Regions from separate parts of the Gossypium hirsutum genome. Here region 2 is linked to region 1. Evidence: chromatin contacts called from public Hi-C data. All regions are on one chromosome and are shown on one strand. Each heading gives the region's core, a stretch centred on a gene start, on an enhancer-like site or on the middle of the called end of the contact. The rest is flanking DNA. Distances are from core to core; before and after follow the strand shown.

What was found. Hi-C and Micro-C count contacts between places; a contact is called where the count stands out from the background.
Region 2: a contact with region 1 is called in a Hi-C map of leaf, with 2.2 times the contacts expected there. The contact joins the promoter of LOC107955219 here to the promoter of LOC107905919 in region 1. A contact is called at or near these places in 3 of 34 Hi-C or Micro-C datasets (callus and leaf).

Annotation. Positions count from the first base shown.
Region 1 is chrA08:89,315,132-89,320,699 of Gossypium_hirsutum_v2.1, reverse strand. LOC107905919 (small heat shock protein, chloroplastic) reads left to right here and starts at 2,395. Exons shown (of 2, transcript XM_016832717.2): 1 at 2,395-2,961; 2 at 3,044-3,621. The coding sequence starts at 2,697. The coding sequence ends at 3,477.
Region 2 is chrA08:89,658,626-89,663,712 of Gossypium_hirsutum_v2.1, reverse strand. It overlaps LOC107955219, which reads left to right and starts at 2,753. Exons shown (of 2, transcript XM_016890951.2): 1 at 2,753-3,009; 2 at 4,228-4,336. The coding sequence starts at 2,887. The coding sequence ends at 4,323.

The DNA of each region.
Region 1 (5,568 bases), core at 1,146-3,645:
GTGAAGTCTAAACCATGTCATGTAATCCAAAGATGTCACCAAATCCAATCGGACAATTGGTTCACACATAGGTATGAAATCATACCTATGTTCCAAGATGTAGATATACTTGGCATAGAATTTAGGCCAATCTTCATTGTTTCTCCCTCAAAAGTCAATCTTGTGAAGTTCATCGAGCTCCTAGGGTGAGTGTAAAATATTTTGCACAAATTCAAACTGTCGCATCACTTGATCAGATTCATGCTTCTCTACCATTGCAAAAACTATCAATTGCACTTTGACATGCCAAATATTGCAATTCATCAAAAATTCGGCCGAGATACATTCTTAAAGTCTCGGATCAAAGTATGATGTTCATTCAAACTACAGTACAAAATTATAAATTTTATCATGTACCTAATATTAAATTTCAAACCCTTATACAATTATTATTTAATTGAATAATTAAAAAACAAACCCTATTTCTGGCTATTAATCTAATAATAACCGAATATCTTCAAGCTTGTTCAATATACCCACACGACTCGAGTCATTGTTCCACCAATTCAAGTAATATGTTATTTCAAATATATAATAATAATAAAATAATGTGATAATTATATTATTAAATGAATCTTACCTTATTATGAGTGGGAATTGATAAGGGAAGGTTACTCGGGGACATAAAAATGGTATGTGATATCTTGCTTATGAATGAAGGAGTATACAACCACCGATTTTAATTTTCTGTGCTTCAATTCCCCGACAATATCTCAGTACAATGTAGCCAAGACAACTGATCCCCAACTAAGTCGCTCGACTTCTTTTAAGTCGATTATTTGTAGAAGTCAACTTAAATGTACCAGATTTAAAGATTTACTTGGCATTAGAAGACCACCGATCAACCTTAGTATGAATGCTCGAGTGTATTGTTACCTTTCAACCGCACTAAAAGAGTTGTTGAGATGTGAGAAATTGTCTTTTAACCATTTCATTTCTATTCGACTACCACTAAACTTGTCCGACATTTTGCCTAATAGTTGGTGGCAAATTGCGCTCCAATCGCTAACGCGGATTACCCCTATAACGACTAACCCATCAACTAGTAAATCAAGTTGTAATGCCACATTATCGAGTGTAATCATACACTCACTACATGGAAGATAGAATGCGTGTGTCTTAGATTCCCATCTTTCCAGCAAAGTACTGATAAGTGCATGCTTCAATTTAGTCCCATCGAGCATACGGGACACGTGCAAGAATCTTGTCTCTTCCAAGTGTTGTTCAATTACATGCAGTGCCCTCGTACATAAATTGTGTATATATGTCTCGATAATCCAATTTTCGTTCTATTATATAAACATAAAAAAATTAAAAAATAATATTAACAACTTAATAATTATATTTATTAAAATAAAAAAATGTAACAATATTTTCTGACCATTTGAAATTGAACATCGAAAATGTGTTTTTGATCCAAATAAATTAGAGGCTTGGCATTTTTAAAAAATTTAAATTATGAAAATAAAATAAAGTCAAAGAAATTACAAAATAGAAAATTGAGAGAAGAAGAATTTAAGAGAAATTGAACAAAAAATTTGAAAGTAAAATAGTTCAGAGAATTGAGAGAATAGAATTGGATAAAAGAAATTGAAAATAGGCAAGGTTTATATAGAAAAAAAATACCATTGGAGAAAAAAAGTTACTATTGGTCCCAACAGTGTACAATAATTTTCTTTTAAAAAAAAATGGCACTTCTCTCTCTTAAAACAACCTATTTTTCTTATTTTCAAAAAAACTTGCCTAAATCTCTAAATTTTCTTTAAAATCGACATATTTGCCAAATTTTGTCACTATATTTTACCTTAAAATGTTTAGGTACTAAAAAAAAGAAGACATAATTTAGGTGACAATTTATATGTTAAGCCATTTTCTTAGAATAAGCTTAACGACTTGATTAATTGTTGTACTAACAAAAGTATTATTTTTAAAAAAAAGTAATTTAAATACCATTTATTACAAAAAAAAGAGAGTGGTAATTTAAATACTAATAAAAATATGTAACTTAAATACCTATTTATAAGTTAAACCTATAAGTTTTTTACAACCCCACCTAAATAATTTTAAATCTCCCGATTAAATCACTTGTTCATTTTAAGCCACTTGAACCACAACATAGATGTCAAACTTTTGAAGGAGATAAATACTCTTATTCTTAACCTTATAATAAAATTAAAATATTTTTATTTATTTTCATAAATTTTTATATATTTAAAATTTCAACTGTCCCATAGATTATGCAATTAAAATTAACATTTTTTATTTTTCTCTAAAAAATAAAATTAACATTTTTTAAAAAAATTTAGATCGTTGAATATATTATATAAAACATATCGATGTAGGGGAAAAGGAAACAGCGTCAATATAAAAGATATCATTGATCTTGGCCAATAAGAAGCAAATCGTGGATGCTTCCCGAAGGGCTAGAAAAGGCCAAATAGGGTTTGCAAATAAGGATAGGTCCAAGTGTTTGGGTCCAGAACCTTCATTATCCTCTCCCACCTTTCAAGATCCCTCTACAAACTTCCCTTCTTGCTCTCCTTTCACCTATATATACATATATTCTCCCCCCCTTCACCACCTCGAATCAGCAATCATCGGCGAACACAAATACACAAAGCTCTCAATTCTTGAAGTCTTTTGCGTTTAATATAAAAATGGCGGCTTCAAGTTTGTGTTGCTCATCTTCTCCATTGGTATTAAACAGACCTAAGCCTTCTTGTTCCATTAAAGCTGTAACGCCATTCTCTGTATCTTTTCCATCCAAGAATCCCTGCATTAGGCGACTCTCTCTTGTAAGGGCACAGGCTGTTGGGGATAATAACAAAGATACGTCAGTGGACGTGCATGTCAACAAAGACAACAAAGGCACAGTTGTCGAGAAGAGGCCTAGAAGGTTGGCTGTCGATGTCTCTCCTTTTGGTAAGTATTTGCATTTTGGGTACGTACCATTCATCATCCATTTTCACACTATCGTAACGTGATCGTTGATGACACTTGACAGGTTTGTTGGACCCCTTGTCTCCGATGAGATCAATGCGTCAAATGCTGGACGCAATGGACCGGATATTCGAAGATGCCATGATATTACCGGGCAGCAGGAGCCGAACAGGAGGACAGTTGCGTGCACCGTGGGATATCAAAGACGATGAACAAGAGATCAAAATGCGATTCGACATGCCTGGACTGGCGAAAGAGGATGTGAAGGTTTCGGTAGAGGACGATATTCTGGTTATTAAAGGAGAGCACAAAAAGGAACAAGAGGGGGAAGATGATTCCTGGACAAATAGAAGCTACAGTTCCTATGATACTCGTCTCCAGTTACCCGACAACTGTGAGAAAGATAAGATCAAGGCTGAGCTGAAGAATGGAATTCTCTTCATCTCCATTCCCAAGTCTAAAGTTGAGCGCAAGGTTATGGATGTTCAAATTCAGTAAAATAGAATGTTTCAAGTGTTTTTGTTTTTTTTTTTAAATCTTTTATCTCGGTTATGTACTCTTAATCTCTTAGTATTTTGCATAAAGCTGTAGATATGGTTGTGAATGATAAGGGGAAATAATATATTTTTCCATTTCCAGCAATCATCATCAACCGAGGGTTGTGTTTGCTGTTGTACTGACTGGAAAGCTTAATTGGTTTAAGGCTTGAAAATTAAGGGCACATTATCCTAGGGAAATTGATAGAAATGTAAAACCATATCCACTTACCAACGGTCATCTCATCATTGACTATTACCAAAAGCTTCAACTGATCACCTATATTTTATGTGTAATAAATACAAAATTTATGTTAAGTGTACGATATCTATTAACACCTAAATCTAAATATAATTAATCGTTTTTATTATTTTTACGAAATTAAAATTCAATTAAAATATTTAAATTATTTGATCAAATTTGTAAATTTTATTAAATATCCATGAAGTGTTTTAGAAAAAATCAATTTAATTAAAAATTAATATTTTTAATAATTTAATTTTTTAGTCAATATAAAATTGTTTTAAAAAATGTAAAAAAATATAAGAAGATAAAGACTTTACTTATCATTTAATAGAAAATAAATTTAATTATTTTTATTTTATTTTATCTCATTTAAAATTATATTATATTTCATCAAACAATTTAATTATACTTAATATTTAATTTTAAGTAATATGCTAAACAAATTTTATAACTTAATTCAAATTTTAATTTTTCATTACTTTTTTTCTTCAAAATTCACTTTTTAAACTCTTAAATTTTTCAATTTATCGAATACAACTTTAGATTAAATTAACAGTTTAGTATTTTTTTTAAAAAATGATTTAATGTTTTTTTTTCGGTTCCAAAGAAAATTTAATTAATAAAAAAATTTAGTAATTGATGGAAAATAAAGCAATTCTTTGAGAAATTCTCTCTTTTCAAATGTTTACTCTGCTATCTTTGTTTTAGAAAGGTTTTGATCTAACATATGTAAGAGTAATTTTCTATATTAATTTCTTGAGTTAATTTGGGAAATTCAATTTAAACATCTTATAAAATATATTCAAGTTTATATCTTAAATGATTTGAATTGTATAAATTGTTTGAGTTTATCAAAAATAGCTTTGTTAAAAAATTGGGCTATTCACTTTTTACCTTAAAGGGAAATCTAAAACTTGAGAGAATTTAATCAATAATACTTAGGCCTAAAAAATAAGATTGTTTAAAATATGAATTGAACTTAGGCTTCAACATCTAAGGCTTGATATCGGCCAGATACGACATGTTTTTTATGTTTGTAATATATTATATTGTATTATTTTTATATTATGTAATGTGTGATAGATAAAAAATAAGAGATAATAATCAATAATATTATAATGTTAACATTAAAAAATATTAAGACGCATATATATAAAATCTTAGTAAATGGAAAAGCATATAAAATTATTAAATATTAAATTTAAATAATATAATTTTTTTTAAAAAATTAAAAAATAATATGAGCTGATCTAAAATAGGCTTGAGTTGACCATTTGCAAATATGGATAGGCTTAGACAAAATTTAGGCCTATGTTTTAGGTTGGATTGAGATTGAACTAGTATAAAGTATGTTAATACCATGCTCAAACCTAATCAAGTTAAGTTCACAAGGAGTGATTAGCTCTCACAAATAAATCAAATGACATATTGTACCAATTCACAAGATAAGTATTGTTTGAATAATAACATCACGAAAGTCTTTGTAAGTTGCTCTGCTTTAAGGATGAATGCAAATAATATTTTTCAATCTTCCATCACCATCAAGGTCTTTTTGATGGTAAAAATCATTATTTTTCCTTTGCATTTTGTTAAAAAAACTTGCTTAATGACTCAATATCCTCTTTTTGTATAATCAACTTCCTTGCTACCAAGATAATTCCTAGAATCATGTGGTAAAATTCCATTTTATTTGGCCCACCTAGTTAAACTTCGAGCATTTAATAGTGTTGTTGGAAATTTAAAAGTTAGTTACATCATTTACCTCAAGGATTCTCTTTAATCGATTCAACACATGTTTATCTGAAG
Region 2 (5,087 bases), core at 1,504-4,003, 340 kb before region 1:
CCCCAAACTATCTTTTTTCTTAAGGGAACTCTACCATCATAATATCTCTACCAAGTTTTTATTAGACAAAGAAGAATGAATGTAACATTCTCATTTTTGGATGTTCAATTTTGATCCAGATTTTTTAAATAGAGCCACATCGAGAAGTCAAACCGGAAGGTTTCGAGGAATGGGCAGAATAGTGAATTAGTGGTTCATTAGAAGGTTAATATCATTAACTAGATGTGTTTATTAGCTGGAATTTAAAATTTAGAATTTAAGATTTATAGACTAGATTGTAAGAATAGCAAAATTGCTAGAGGTAAATGTGAGAAAACAAGAAAATAGGATTGTGGTCGAGATGAGTCTTTATTGAGTGATTTCCCGAAGGTCATGTAAGCAATTTTCCTTTTTTGAAATGATGGTTGGAGGGAACGATTAATTTGTTCACCATTGGCACAATTCATTTTTTAAAAAACATAACAATACTCTCAAATACTTTTGCATTTTTTTCACCAAAAGTTTATATTAATCCATTCATTTCATATTTGTAAGCTTGATTTTATTAAAATCTTCCATCAAACAAAATTTTGTAAACAATATTCTCAACATTATGAAGGTGACATTATGAACGTTAAAGTGAATAAATCTATAAATAAATTCAAAATCTATTATGCTTGGGTCTAGTCCGATATACTGTCAATCTAGTCAGTCACATCTATGTCTCTATCTTCTGAGAATCATCTACTCTACTGCCCAAGACAAAGCATCTCCCTAATTAGATTTGATAGACGACATATTAATCTTTCAATCAATTTGCTAATTTCCAATTAGACTAAGGACATGCTTATGTTCATCTATTAATATAAATTATCTTTCCGTACTATAATCCGACCACGTAATATCGCTTAATATTAGTTAAATATTTGACAACTATTAAACTAATATTTGTTTCTATTTTGCTTTACATATAAAAATCACATGAGAACATTATACAAATGATATTAATTTAATTCACGAATAATCTTATTAACCAATCTGTTTAAAAAAATATATAAATGTACAAACGAATATATTATATTTAAGGTACCGTATCCAACAAGAAAAGTATTTTGCTTGATGCTTTAATTAAGTATTGTACGATTGTTTTGAACATTTCCGTATTGTACGATTGTTTTGAACATTTCCGTATAACCAATTGCAGCATGTGTTCCGCGAGGGAAATAAGTGTCTTAATGTACTTGCTAGGAAAGCAAGTACTTTTAATACTAGTAGGAGTATATAATTGTCAAACTCAAATGACTATATTCTTTATTTTGATATCCCAAACCTTATGTTGTATCTTGCCCATTAATATCCAAAAAAGAACCGTAATTATAAATATAATAGTCATAATTCACATGTTGCAAACACTAACTTTCTCGCTGTATAAAACAGTATCAAAACCGCAAAGAATGCAATCTATACTACTGTATCTAAAGGAAATGTCCTAACGGGTTCTTTACCATGACTGTGTCAGCTCCTCTGTTTCTTTTCATTATTAATAATGGTACATTTCTACTATGCTCATATTTAACATAATTTGGTGAGGTTAGTTAGTTGGAATAGTTAATATTTTTAATTACTTCAGATAGAATTTTTTTTAAAAAAAATTCTTTTTAATATAAAAAATTCATTGTGATAAGTTAAAATGAAATTTCTAAGAAAAAAATTCTGCCTCAATATTTTAATTGAAATCGTTGAGTGTGTCAACTACTTGGTTTAGTTATTGATATTATAAAAGTAAAGTAATCATATTATGTTAAATTAAAGTGTAAATATTAAATTCTAAAGTTAAACATAGTAGATGGATCTTACTTAGAATTTGACCTAACACATTCATCTTTATAATATATTTTTTTAAATTAATAAATTTAAATATTTTCAAGAATTTTATACAAAATATTTTATTTTTAACTATAATTGTAGAAGAATAAAAAATACCTCTTCTTTCTCAAGTATTTTTATAGTTATTTTTGTTATATTTTACATTTTTTTATCTTTTAAGTAAAAAAGACATTGATAGAAATAACTTGTTAATTTAGATTTCTATAATTGAATAAAGTGAAATCTTGTTATTGAAGAACTCGACTTAAGTTTCAATTTTATGGATTTATTATTTCATTTAATAAAAAATCATCTTTAAAAATAAATTTTAATTAATAAATAAATAATTTCAGATATTATAATTATTTTAATAAATATATTAAAATTTTAATAAAATGTAATAAATAATTAAAATTATGTAAAAAACTGAAGGCTGCAAATTTTCAAGCAAACATAGTGTTAAAAAAAAGTTAAAATTTGATATCAGTTGAGTTACGGATTTAGATTCTATATTTTAATTTGGTCATTTTTATTTTTTATTTTTTAAAATTTAAGATTTTAGTTATGATCCAAGCAATAACGGTTAAATTTTGTTATTGTCAAAATCTTATATAACAATTATATTATCATATGTGTAATGTTGTATTAGTTTATAATTTCTTTTTTAAATTACGTTATTTTAATTGATGGATTTGATGGCTATTGTTTAATCAAAATTAAAATTTCAAATTTGAAAGCATAGGAATTAAAAATGGTCAAATTAGTGAGTGAATAAATATTAAATTCATAATTTACTATTAACAGTAAATTTTAACTTACCAATTCTAATTATCAGTATTTAATTAGGAATAAAATTTACTGAGTAACAACCTACACATAGTACAAGGAGTTTTCGAAACGACAGCGTTACGTCATTAGAGGCTTGCCTGAGGTCGATTCCCATTATGTTGCTTACCTGAAATTAGTTTCCACTTTGTAAGCAGGAAAAAAGCGTAAAAAAGGAGGAACAAAGAGGGGAGCAGAAAGATTGACGAGACAACGATGGGGTACGTATTGAGGGTGAGATTGGCTTCATTCTTCACGGGGGCAGCAACAGCGTCCTTTCTGGGTCTCTATATCTTGTACAAGGATTACAAAGTCGCCCATGAATCCATTGCCCAACAGGTACTCCCCTATTCCTTTTTCGCATTGTTTTGTTTCGTAGCTCATAGGGCAGATTTCAATTTCTTTATGAAATTTTTGGACTAATTCTGGGTTTTATATTTTGTGCTCATTTGCGAGTTTGTATAGTGAAATCCATAAGTAGAGGAATGGTTGGAAACTGAATTTAGATATTTTATTTGACTTTTTTTGCTCTATGCGATCAGTGCTGCTGCTGATTAATGTTTGCTTACTATGCATTTCAAATATGGATTAGGCATTGCAATGCATATGTAGCTGCTTGGATGATTGATAATTATATAGATTGTCGATGGTTATTATGGAAATGAAAGAATATGGTGGATTTTCCTCTGTTCTGGTAGTACGCGATAGGGTACAAGATATCTCTCAAGGTTGTCTTTTGCGGTCTGAATTAGCCCAATTGTAGCTGGCTCGGGTTAAGAACTTAATATAAGAGTCGTTGTTATTTGGTAAGGGCCAAGGGGAGAGAAGTATGCTATCTTGGATTAGAAAGACTCAATTTTGATGCTTTGGGGGTTTTGACAAGGCAGATACAAAACCTAGTAAAAACTGTACTGCATACATAGTTAACATTGCAAGTCTCAAATGTTACCTTGAAGACCTTTTAGAGTAAACAGGATTTGTTTTACTTCTAATATTTCTATTAGTTTTTGAAATTACCACAGTCCTATTGTTTGGGTTGGATTTTCCTGTTGATTCCTATTTATATACTTTCAGCACATTTTTTGTTTTCTTCTGGGTGCATTTGTGGTGTCCCTGCTTCTTGTTGGACATTTTTGATCTATGGTTGATCTTTGTTGTGCCTTACAAAAGTACTAGTATACCAACTATAGGTGTAATTTATTCGGTAGTAAAGGCATATAAGATAAATATTGCGAAGGAATAGGATGGTACGGAGAAGGGATAATTGAATCTGATGCATGTTTATACCAAAAGATTGTAATGCTTGAGACTCCCAATTAGATCTATTCCAATGAGTTGCTATTTCTTCTTGTGAAAATGATGAACCACCAAAAGAAAAGTTGTAGAATGGGCAGTTACCTATGTTCCACTGAACAGAATAATTACAAAATGAGTATTTATTATTGTTGTTTTTATTTTTCCCCAAGAGGCGCATGTCTTTATGGATTCTAACCTGCAGCAGCCATTTCAAGGGTTTAGTTGTGCGCTTATGTTTTTCATTTTTCTCTTTGTTTCAAGGTGAAAAGGCTTCATGAGCCCCTAGATAGGCGAATCTCTGCTCTGGAGAGTTTGAAACAGGGTGAAACTTCACAACATGTGGAAGCAACAGAATAGGTCCTTCGTGACAGAAAAAAAAAATAGATTTTTCCTAAATATGCAATTGGTTCCTCGGTAATGTTTTTTTGTTTTTCCCCTCGTTATAAAAGAGTAATGATGGTTGAAATATTATGTACTTTTGTATGGATTGATGGTACACTCAGCCGGTTGACATGATTTACATCAGTTAATCTGTTTCTCAATAATGTATGAAACGGTGATTGCATTTGAAATTTAGTCTAGGTGAATTCAGAGACTCATTGTAGTTTACTTCACTTTTCAGTACTTGGTGAATTGCTGCTTCATATCTTGCCGATTATTTACTTGTTGACTCCATTAGCTTTATCATGTTACAGAACCTTACCGTACCCTAGCAAACAAATGCTTCATTGAGAACAGTACAAATAATAAAAAGCCGGAATTGATGAAATCATAACATTCAGCCTGAATGCTTGCAATCATCCCCTGTAGGCTTGCAAGTAATTGCAGCAAATGCCCTGGTTTTTAGTTGAACTTCCTATGTTTTTTTTTTTTTTGGGGGGGGGGGGGGTTGAAACACTAGGGATGTGTTGTTTGATATGATTTGAAATGTCAGTCTGCTGGGGGCAATGATTTTATAACTGGGATGTCTACCTTCTAAACTCTAACCTACACTGACAAACTTGACTAAAACCAAACACCTCCGAGGCTGAGATGTAGGGAGGGATTATAGTTGTAATTGCTCTTGAAGCTATAAAATTTCTTGAAACAAATGTTGTCTAGGAAAATGTGCATGTTTAGGC